Linked DNA regions of Mus musculus: regions 2 and 3 are each linked to region 1. A link is a contact called in public Hi-C data. All regions are on one chromosome and are shown on one strand. The core of a region is the stretch at or near the end of the contact, and the rest is flanking DNA. Distances in the headings are between cores, read along the strand shown. Region 1 holds the start of Etv1 (ets variant 1). Region 2 overlaps Etv1 (ets variant 1). Region 3 overlaps Etv1 (ets variant 1).

Region 1 (2,700 bases), core at 12-2,511:
CACCCCATGTAAACACAAAATTGTCAGCATTTGTCTCAACTTCGTTCTTTTCAATGTGGCAGATAAACCCAGCCACAAACTTTGAGTGCAGCTGTTGCTGCCCTCCGTCTCCTCTTGCACTCATCGTGGACATATTAACCAGAAGAAGAGGTCTTAAAACAAAACTATGCCTTATCCGAATCACTCAAAGGTAAGCTCATTTTGTAGATAGGGCTTCTAGAAGCAGAGTCGCCCTACAGTGGCAACAAAGCAGATAAAGTGTCTGCAGTCCCAACCCCCTGCCCCCTCCCTTCGCATCTCTCGCTCTCCCCACCCCCGTCCAAGTCAAGTTTATAAACAGCAACTTTCGAACTGATCACTCACGTTGGTGACCACGTAAGGCACTTGCTGGTCATAAAATCCATCCATTCTGCTCCTCTTCGCAAATATTAGCTCAGTGTTTTATATTTTGAGCATTTAGCTGGAGATTTCCTCGGGATCTGGACTTCTATCAACCTAGAGGGGAACAAGATGGCTTTTAGGCTTAAAAAAAAAAAAATCATGAATGAAGCTCTTGCATTTGCATAGCTAATTACCCTCGACAGCCCCATTCACAAAAATAACCCTCCCCTACGCCGCCTTCTTCACCTGGATCCAAAGAGAGCCAAGAGAGTTCACAATTTACATACTTTCGGTCGTATCAAAAATCCTAACAAGAGGCAATGTATTTATTTACACTCTGGATGCTCCCTGCTCGGTCAGTGTACCCCAGGCGGCTCTGATTCGCAAACGTGGGCAAAACTAGCAATGGCGATCAACGAGACTTGCTTTTCACCTAACGGGACTAAAGAGACGGAGCTACCTCTTTCATAAGAATAGTTTTTGCAACCCACAACCATGCAATTATCTGGAGAGACATAAAAAGTTGTTGGAAATACCCACCTGAAGGCCACGCTAGGCGAACGGCTGCAAAAAATTCCCTCCAAATTTAATAAAAACATTAATTATTGCCCAGCACTTCCCCTTGGAAGCCGAAAGCGCCTCTGACAGAGCTGAATTCGGTGGTTTTTCCTCTACTTCTCCTCCAGGGGCCTCCAATCCAAACTGATGGATCGCTGCCTCCCATTGGCTCCACGTCTCTTTCACAAGATCAGATTTCGGGCTGTCAATCAGGCAGCTTTCGGCCCCTTCCCTTGGGTCTCCTGCGCCCCTATGCCTTTGCGACCACTCTGGGAGAAGTCGCAGGGTCCGCACCCAGGAAAAGCCACCGAGGGAAACTACTTCCTTCCTAACTCGCTGTTTTTGTTAAAACCGGAGGGATACTGAAACCTAGTGTATCGAGTCAACCAGTTCTCATTCCTAGCGTTGTTTGGTCCATTATTATGTCCTTAAAGCACTGTCGTAGAGGTTGGGGTACAGATCGAGTGTCCACAATCCCTTTTCTCTACCTTTGACCCGGAGTCCACCCACCACACGCTCCAGCCTTGCTCCTCAGAAGCTTTCGGTCCAAGCTATTTTTTTTCTCCATTTTCAACACTGTAATAGGGCTTATAAGATTTTTTTTAATACATCTTCAACAAAAATGATCTCCTTTCGTCCGTTGGACATGAAAATATTGTAAGGAAAGCAAGCGGGAGAAGCTGCTTCTAAGGAGAGGTGGCGCTGGAAGAGAGGATCCGGAGGAGTACGTAGCAGAGTGGGCGAGGAAAGTATAAAAATCAGATTCATCCTGGAGAGTGCTGAGAGGGAAAAAAACCTCCAGTGGCCACAGAGGGGTGGGGGAGGACTTGGTAGTTCAGATGCCCCCCTCCCGCACCCCTCCCCCGTCCCCGCCGTTTCCGGAGCTTTTGTTATGTATACAGAGAGGCGGAGGGTGTCACTTACTGTACTTGAAGATTTCACTTCCTCCACCAAGAAGTGGGGGAAGAGCAGGGAGGGCTCGGGTTACAAGGACAATGATGGGACCTTTGGAAGCGAGAATCTCTCTGAAGCTGCCTGCCCACAGAGCTTAGTTCTGATGTGTCCCCTTTGCAGCCGCTGCCCTACCAAGAATTGGAAGCCAGGGAGGAGTGGGGCCGGGGCTTTACGGTGCTAAAAGTCACTTGAGACCCTGGCGGGGACCAGAGCTGGGGACTAAAGGACTTTTCCAGCAGCTGTTTAGCCCCGTTGAGCAATGTGCTGCAGTTCTCAATTTCTATTTGAAAGTTTCTTCCCTTAAATGGAACATGGTGGAAACATCAAAATGGGAGCGTGCGCGCCTGGTACTCCGGACCCGCCGAGAAAGAGCGTAGTTTATGACAAAACCACTCTGCGCTTCACCAAGGGAAAAGTGTAGTCTTCCAGGGCACACACAATGCTTGCCCCAAGCCTAGTCAGGGCGCCGCGCGCGTCCTCTTTGAGAGAGGACAGTATCAGAGCCCGGGCGAGGGGTGCGTTCGAACGCTACTAGACTTTGTGAGGGTGCAACCCGAAGAGGGGAGCACAGCGTGGGTAACCCGCCAGTCTGCAAACCCCAGACAAGGCGGTAACAGTTTCCAAAGCCTTTCTGTGAGGCCAGAGCGGGACAGGTATCCAGAGCAACCGGGAGAGGGCGGAGCTTCTCGAAAGGCCCCGGGAGCTTGTCCCTGAAGCCAATGAGGAACCGTGGATTTCCAGTCCATTGTTGTTTATTGCTGACCCCGCAGCGCTCCGCCAGCGGATTGGATGCTTTCGAGCAGGGGG
Region 2 (2,700 bases), core at 156-2,655, 44 kb before region 1:
TCCAATGCATCCAAAACCACAGATGCTCTCTCACAGCTCTGCAGCTAAGCCCTGTGGATTTCCAAAGCAAAACTAGCAGAGAGAGTAAAGATTTCCCTCTGCATCTAGCCTGTGGTTTTGTTTGGCGGCTCAGTTAAATTAAGTTGTTGAGATGGGCTGTATCTCCATGGCTAGCGTCCTTCAAACCAAGGGGAGATGTGGACAAAAGTCGTGACCTCCAGAGAGACCATTGTGTGACACTGAAGGCAGCGATCAAGCAGCAAACCCAGAAATGTCAAAGAAGGATATGAAAGTGGAAAGGACTGCGGACAATCATAGAGCAGATTCTCTCTCTCTCTCTCTCTCTCTCTCTCTCTCTCTCTCGCTCTCTCTCTCTCTCTCTCTCTCTCTCTCTCTTCTCCTCTCCTTCCCTCCCTCTCCCCTCCCCTCCCTCCTTCCCTCCCCCTCTCTTACTCCTCAGAACCTTCCTTACATCTTCATCCTGCTCTGTAGCCACTGAAGATGAAGCGAAGCCGTATCTGTTGTTTAAGCCACCCAGTACATAGCACCTTGTTATTGCACCTTAATCTAATGCTTCATTCCTAGTAAGTGTTGTCACCAAGCTGGCCAAGTAATGATTTTAGGCTACAAGAATTTCTAGGTGATTATCATAACCGGACAAATGCTGCGTCCAATGTGAGGCATGGCTCCACCAGTGCACATTGTGTTCAAATAGACCCAGCACTTGAAAAAATTCTATTTAGATGCCAACACTAGAACTCTCTCCACCTTGTAAGCTCCCCAGCAATACCAGTGGAGGGTTTCCACTCTCTTTACAACCTCATTCTATGCCTGTGGGGCTGTGAATCATGATGGACCAAGAATTGATTTTTCTTTACTAGTCCCAAGTCAAAGACTAACAGGACGATCTAAGATACCCAGCATTTATCTTTTTTTTTTTTTTCATATCTGTAGGTGAAGCATCAAACTTAAAGCCAAACCGAAGCCTTCGATTTTTCTGCACAAGATCGTTTATGACCTGAGCTCACTAAAGCTTGCCTCCCTCCTGGGAATCATACCTATGACTTCCTGTAGACAACTTCTCTTATTTACCTTTGCATGAGAGATGTAGAGACTCCCACCAGGACAGGCTGAGTTGGAGGCTGCCTACAGTATATTTCATCCCAGGACTCGAGGCTTAGCGTCTGCTAATAGGAGGTTTTTCCAGATCATTGGCACCGGCGCAAGAGAAAGCAGCACATTCATCTCGTGCAATTTGCTGTACCTTCCCACATGGAGCTGGTGCATGTAAAAGGCTGTTAAGTACTAAATTATTCCTTATCAAATCACCATCATCTGGAGTCATGATCAACACTAATTAAATTACTTTCACTGAACACGGCTCCAGCCTGCTGCTGAGGCTGCTAGCGTTCCGCTTACAGTGCGGTCCTCCCTGGGTCCGGAACACAGACCTGCAGGCATCGGCATTGTTTGTAGTTTAATTAAAGTGAATCTTTCCTTTTTCAAGGGAATTAAATCAAGCGAGTTAGCCTCTTCATTTCATTGACGAAGAAATGATGTTTCCAAATGATACTTTATTCCTGACTTCATAGAGTTCGGATCGTTTATCTAAGTATGAAATTTAGAGTTCATCTCAGGCATTCCTCAAACAGGGTCCGAGGGTTCCCATGCAAACTTTTACAACCACACAGCTATCAGCTTTTCTAGGGAGAAGTAGATAGAACACTCAAGAGATGGGCTTTGCATTCTATGCCTTGATGGAAGCTTGACCTTTAAAAACACGTCGTACGGCTGACTAATGATGACTGAGTTTGTCTAACGGTTAAATTTAAGAGCTCCAAAATATCAGGACTTAAAAATATGCACTTTCAAAAATAAATTTAACCACTTCCTAACCCGAGGGTTTGCAAGAAGTGGTTATGGCATTCATGGTTAACTGCATAGACATTCGGTGATTGTTTTCATTGAAGAGCGTGAATGATGAGACAGGGCCTAGTACCTTTCCTCTTCTACCCACATTTCAGAAGGGAAAGAGTTCCGTCACAAATCTACTGAAGCACTGAGGCGCTCTTAGGTTTCCACAAGCAAGGATCCTAATTTAAATGTGAACTCGTGATTGAGCAGAAAGACAACATAAAACAACTCGTAGGTCGAGAGAATGAATTACATTCTCTCAGGAGAATACTTCCTTAGTCATGACAAGAAGGCCTTACCTTGTAACGTTCCGCTGAGAACAGAAGATGTTTGTGACAGCTATCCACTAAACAGTCATCTACAAATGGAGTTTTGGTGTGAGGCTGAGTTTACAATCTGAATAAGAAACTGCAGCTATGTTTGAAAATAACTCAGATTTACATAGTATTTTGTGATCTTCAAGGCTGGACTTGACTGTTGCTCAAATGCTCAGATGTCAGTCTTGGTCCCCAGTGTGAGGCATGGTTGTAAGAAGAGGGAATCTTTAGGCAATAAGTCCTAGTGGGAGGAAGATTTCAAGGTCCTGGTGCCTCTTTTATTTCCCAGCTATAAAAAACTTCTTCTGATATGTTGTATTGTGCACTACAGATTAAAAATGTATAGCCTACCCCCTAAAATCTCTGAAGCCATTAGCCAAATTAAGCTTTCTACCTTTTAAGTTCATTCTATTGGTTATTTAGTCACAGACCTGAAAAAATAACATAAAGAATCCAAGCAGAATGCCTG
Region 3 (2,700 bases), core at 32-2,531, 64 kb before region 1:
GTCTGCTAATCTATGCTGGATACTGTGTTAGGCACTGCTTAAACATGACAATATTTCATCTCTACAAATACACTAAGGCCCCTTTGGAAATAAGTAAATTGGGAGGCAAAAGAAATCGCAAAGCTTGCTCCATATGATACAAATGGTCAACAGATATCAGGCCCAGGAGTTGGTGTTTTCAAATGTCACACGAACTGAGTGATTTTACAATTAATGCTGAACATAACTAAAAAGCAGATCACAGTAATACAGCAATAAGCTCTTAAGGCTCACACAGAAAGAGGAGTTAAAATCAAAGTTAGAGATCTATTAAATAATCACAACCCTAGCACTGCTCATTTGACAACTTTATTTGGCTTTTTTGAGTATTTTCCCATTCATTTGGATTATCTGTCCTTAAGAAAGTTACCAACAACTATTAACAGCAATAAATAAAAACACAATGAAAACAATAAGTATCTCTTTAACCCAATACAATTTTTAAAAAAAACTTATTTCAAGTTATGAAACCCATTCCACCACTTACCTAGCTAAATCATTTGAGTATGGAAATAATTGAGCTCCAAAACATTTCATAAGAATATTTAAAATCCAAAAGCCTACACTCAAATGAGTGCACACAGACACAGGAATGCACAGGTGTGGTCATTTTACACACACACACACACACACACACACACCGTTTTGAAAAGAAGGTAATCTTTTGGCTCTTTTGTTCACATTCACTAAACACATACATTCAAACCCAGTGGTCTTTAAACTGTTTCATTTCATTTCAAATCTCAGCTCCACTTATAAAAACAGTTGATGTTCATTTCAGCCACTGGTCGTAAGCAACGCAAAGCCTAAGTGTCCTGGTTGTTCTGTTTGAAAAGAAAGCATAAATTACACACTACAAAAGTGTACTCCACCCTGTCAAGTTCCCCTTTCTAAACTAGCCCAGCTAAGGAGCATGTCATCCCTCCCTTCCCCCTTTCCTGCCTGCAAAATCCAAGTTAGACAAACACAGTGGGGCTGAGATGACATATTTGAATGGAATTCAGACCCACCAGTTCCTGTTTATGTTTCTGATTTGAGAATGTTGTCTTCCCATTCACCATACATTAGGAACTCTGGAAAGCCATAAATGGTGTCAGGTTACACACAAGCAGGACCAATGAACATTAATCATTACTTCCAGTCAACTGGCAAAAGCAACAGCTGATGGAACACTACACCCTCCAGCTCTTTATAAATGACATTCCAGAGAGTCAGGCTTTGTGCATGTGTGTGTGTGTGTGTGTTTCCTTTCAGTCTCCATTTTATGAATGAAACTCCAGGCTCTATGGAGTCCATTCATGGAAAAGAAACGCTTACAAGGCTCTGCCCCTAGGGATCAATCAGTCATGGGTAAAACTGATATGATTGGTTTAAGACAGCCTTCAGCCTTCCATTACTGACTTAAAATGCAGTCCCTGTCCATTTGACCTGTGTTAATGCATGAAGAGTAAATCCAGACTGTAGTCTCAATTCTCAAATCAAATCACTCGCCAAGGCCACTTACAGTAACTGTAGATTTAGAGTATATTGAAGCATTTCTTAGAAAAACTGAGAGCACAGACCAGGATCATGGTTGGGGAGAGTTACTACTTTAACCAGAATCAAATGAGAAAAAGCCACACAACCCACATTGGGCCATTAGAAGCTAAGTCAAACTGTGAGGCTAATCCGTGACAACTATTATAATAATAAGATCAATTAGGTAAAGACCACTGTCACTTTTCACAATGGAAGCACCTGAAACATCCGCCTACTTGTCGACAAACCCCAGGTTGAGTAAAAGAAAACTATCATTGTAGGCTAGAGCAACAAATAGAAAGTTAACATCTTCCAAAAAAAAAAAAAAAAACAAAAAAACAAAAAACAAAAAAAAACAATAGTTCCTTCTTTAACATCCCCAAGTCCATTTCTTTCAGCAACAATATTAAAAGTTAGGAAAGGAAGGAGTTACAGAGACAAAATTTGGAGCTGTGACGAAAGGATGGACCATCTAGTGATTGCCATATGCAGGGATCCATCCCATAATCAGCTTCCAAATGCTGACACCATTGCATACACTAGCAAGATTTCCCTGAAAGGACCCAGTTATAGCTCTCTCTTGTGAGACTATGCCGGGGCCTAGCAAACACAGAAGTGGATGATCACAGTCAGCTATTGGATGGGTCACACGGCCCCTAATGGAGGAGCTAGAGAAATTACCCAAGGAGCTAAAGGGAACTGCAACCCTATAGGTGGAACAACATTATGAACTAACCAGTACCCGGGAGCTCTTGTCTTTAGCTGCATATGTATCAAAAGATGGCCTAGTCGGCCATCACTGCAAAGAGAGGCCCATTGGACTTGCAAACTTTATATGCCCCAGTACAGGGGAACGCCAGGGCCAAAAAGGGGGAGTGGGTGGGTAGGGGATTGGGGAGTTGGGTATGGGGGACCTTTGGGATAGCACTGAAAATGTAAATGAGGAAAATACCTAATTAAAAAAGAAAAAGAATTTGGGAAGAAAAAAAAAGTTAGGAAAGAGCGAAGTTAAGCTGAAAGGAATGTGGCCTTGAGTAAAGATGCTTTATAGAGAGCAGAGCTGAGCCTTCGGGAGTGTCACATCTCAGGTACACAAAGCCAGAGTTTCTAGAACCATAATCAGAGTTGCACTGGAAATGACCA

The links. Hi-C and Micro-C count contacts between places; a contact is called where the count stands out from the background.
Region 2: a Hi-C map of the N1E-115 cell line shows a contact between it and region 1, with 6 times the contacts expected there. The contact joins the enhancer-like site here to the promoter of Etv1 in region 1. A contact is called at or near these places in 9 of 484 Hi-C or Micro-C datasets (the N1E-115 cell line, brain, cerebellar granule neurons and 5 more), 5 of 115 datasets of contacts at active chromatin or transcription factors (a beta-TC-6 cell line, bone marrow-derived macrophages and embryonic stem cells) and 3 of 9 other capture datasets (adipose tissue, liver and pancreatic islet).
Region 3: a Hi-C map of the N1E-115 cell line shows a contact between it and region 1, with 4 times the contacts expected there. The contact joins the enhancer-like site here to the promoter of Etv1 in region 1. A contact is called at or near these places in 7 of 39 promoter capture datasets (the 3T3-L1 cell line, 3T3-L1-derived adipocytes, the C10 cell line and 3 more), 1 of 15 datasets of contacts at CTCF or cohesin (the NIH/3T3 cell line), 20 of 484 Hi-C or Micro-C datasets (the C10 cell line, the C2C12 cell line, the N1E-115 cell line and 13 more), 4 of 115 datasets of contacts at active chromatin or transcription factors (the NIH/3T3 cell line, bone marrow-derived macrophages and embryonic stem cells) and 3 of 9 other capture datasets (adipose tissue, liver and pancreatic islet).

What each region holds. Positions count from the first base shown.
Region 1 is chr12:38,778,643-38,781,342 of GRCm38.p6, reverse strand. It overlaps Etv1 (ets variant 1), which reads right to left and starts at 1,261. Exons shown (of 13, transcript NM_007960.5): 1 at 922-1,261; 2 at 364-495. The coding sequence starts at 408.
Region 2 is chr12:38,823,151-38,825,850 of GRCm38.p6, reverse strand. All of the region lies in intron 5 of Etv1 (ets variant 1), which reads right to left. Among named protein-coding and RNA genes, the nearest start is that of Etv1, 44 kb to the right of the region's middle. Within about 2 kb of position 1,405, at least 4 of the 459 cell types and tissues checked have an H3K27ac peak or open chromatin away from gene starts, as enhancers often do. A contact at or near this core is called in the N1E-115 cell line and cerebellar granule neurons, where this site is marked.
Region 3 is chr12:38,842,457-38,845,156 of GRCm38.p6, reverse strand. All of the region lies in intron 8 of Etv1 (ets variant 1), which reads right to left. Among named protein-coding and RNA genes, the nearest start is that of Gm34611, 63 kb to the left of the region's middle. Within about 2 kb of position 1,281, at least 71 of the 459 cell types and tissues checked have an H3K27ac peak or open chromatin away from gene starts, as enhancers often do. A contact at or near this core is called in the N1E-115 cell line, the NIH/3T3 cell line, adipose tissue and 4 more, where this site is marked.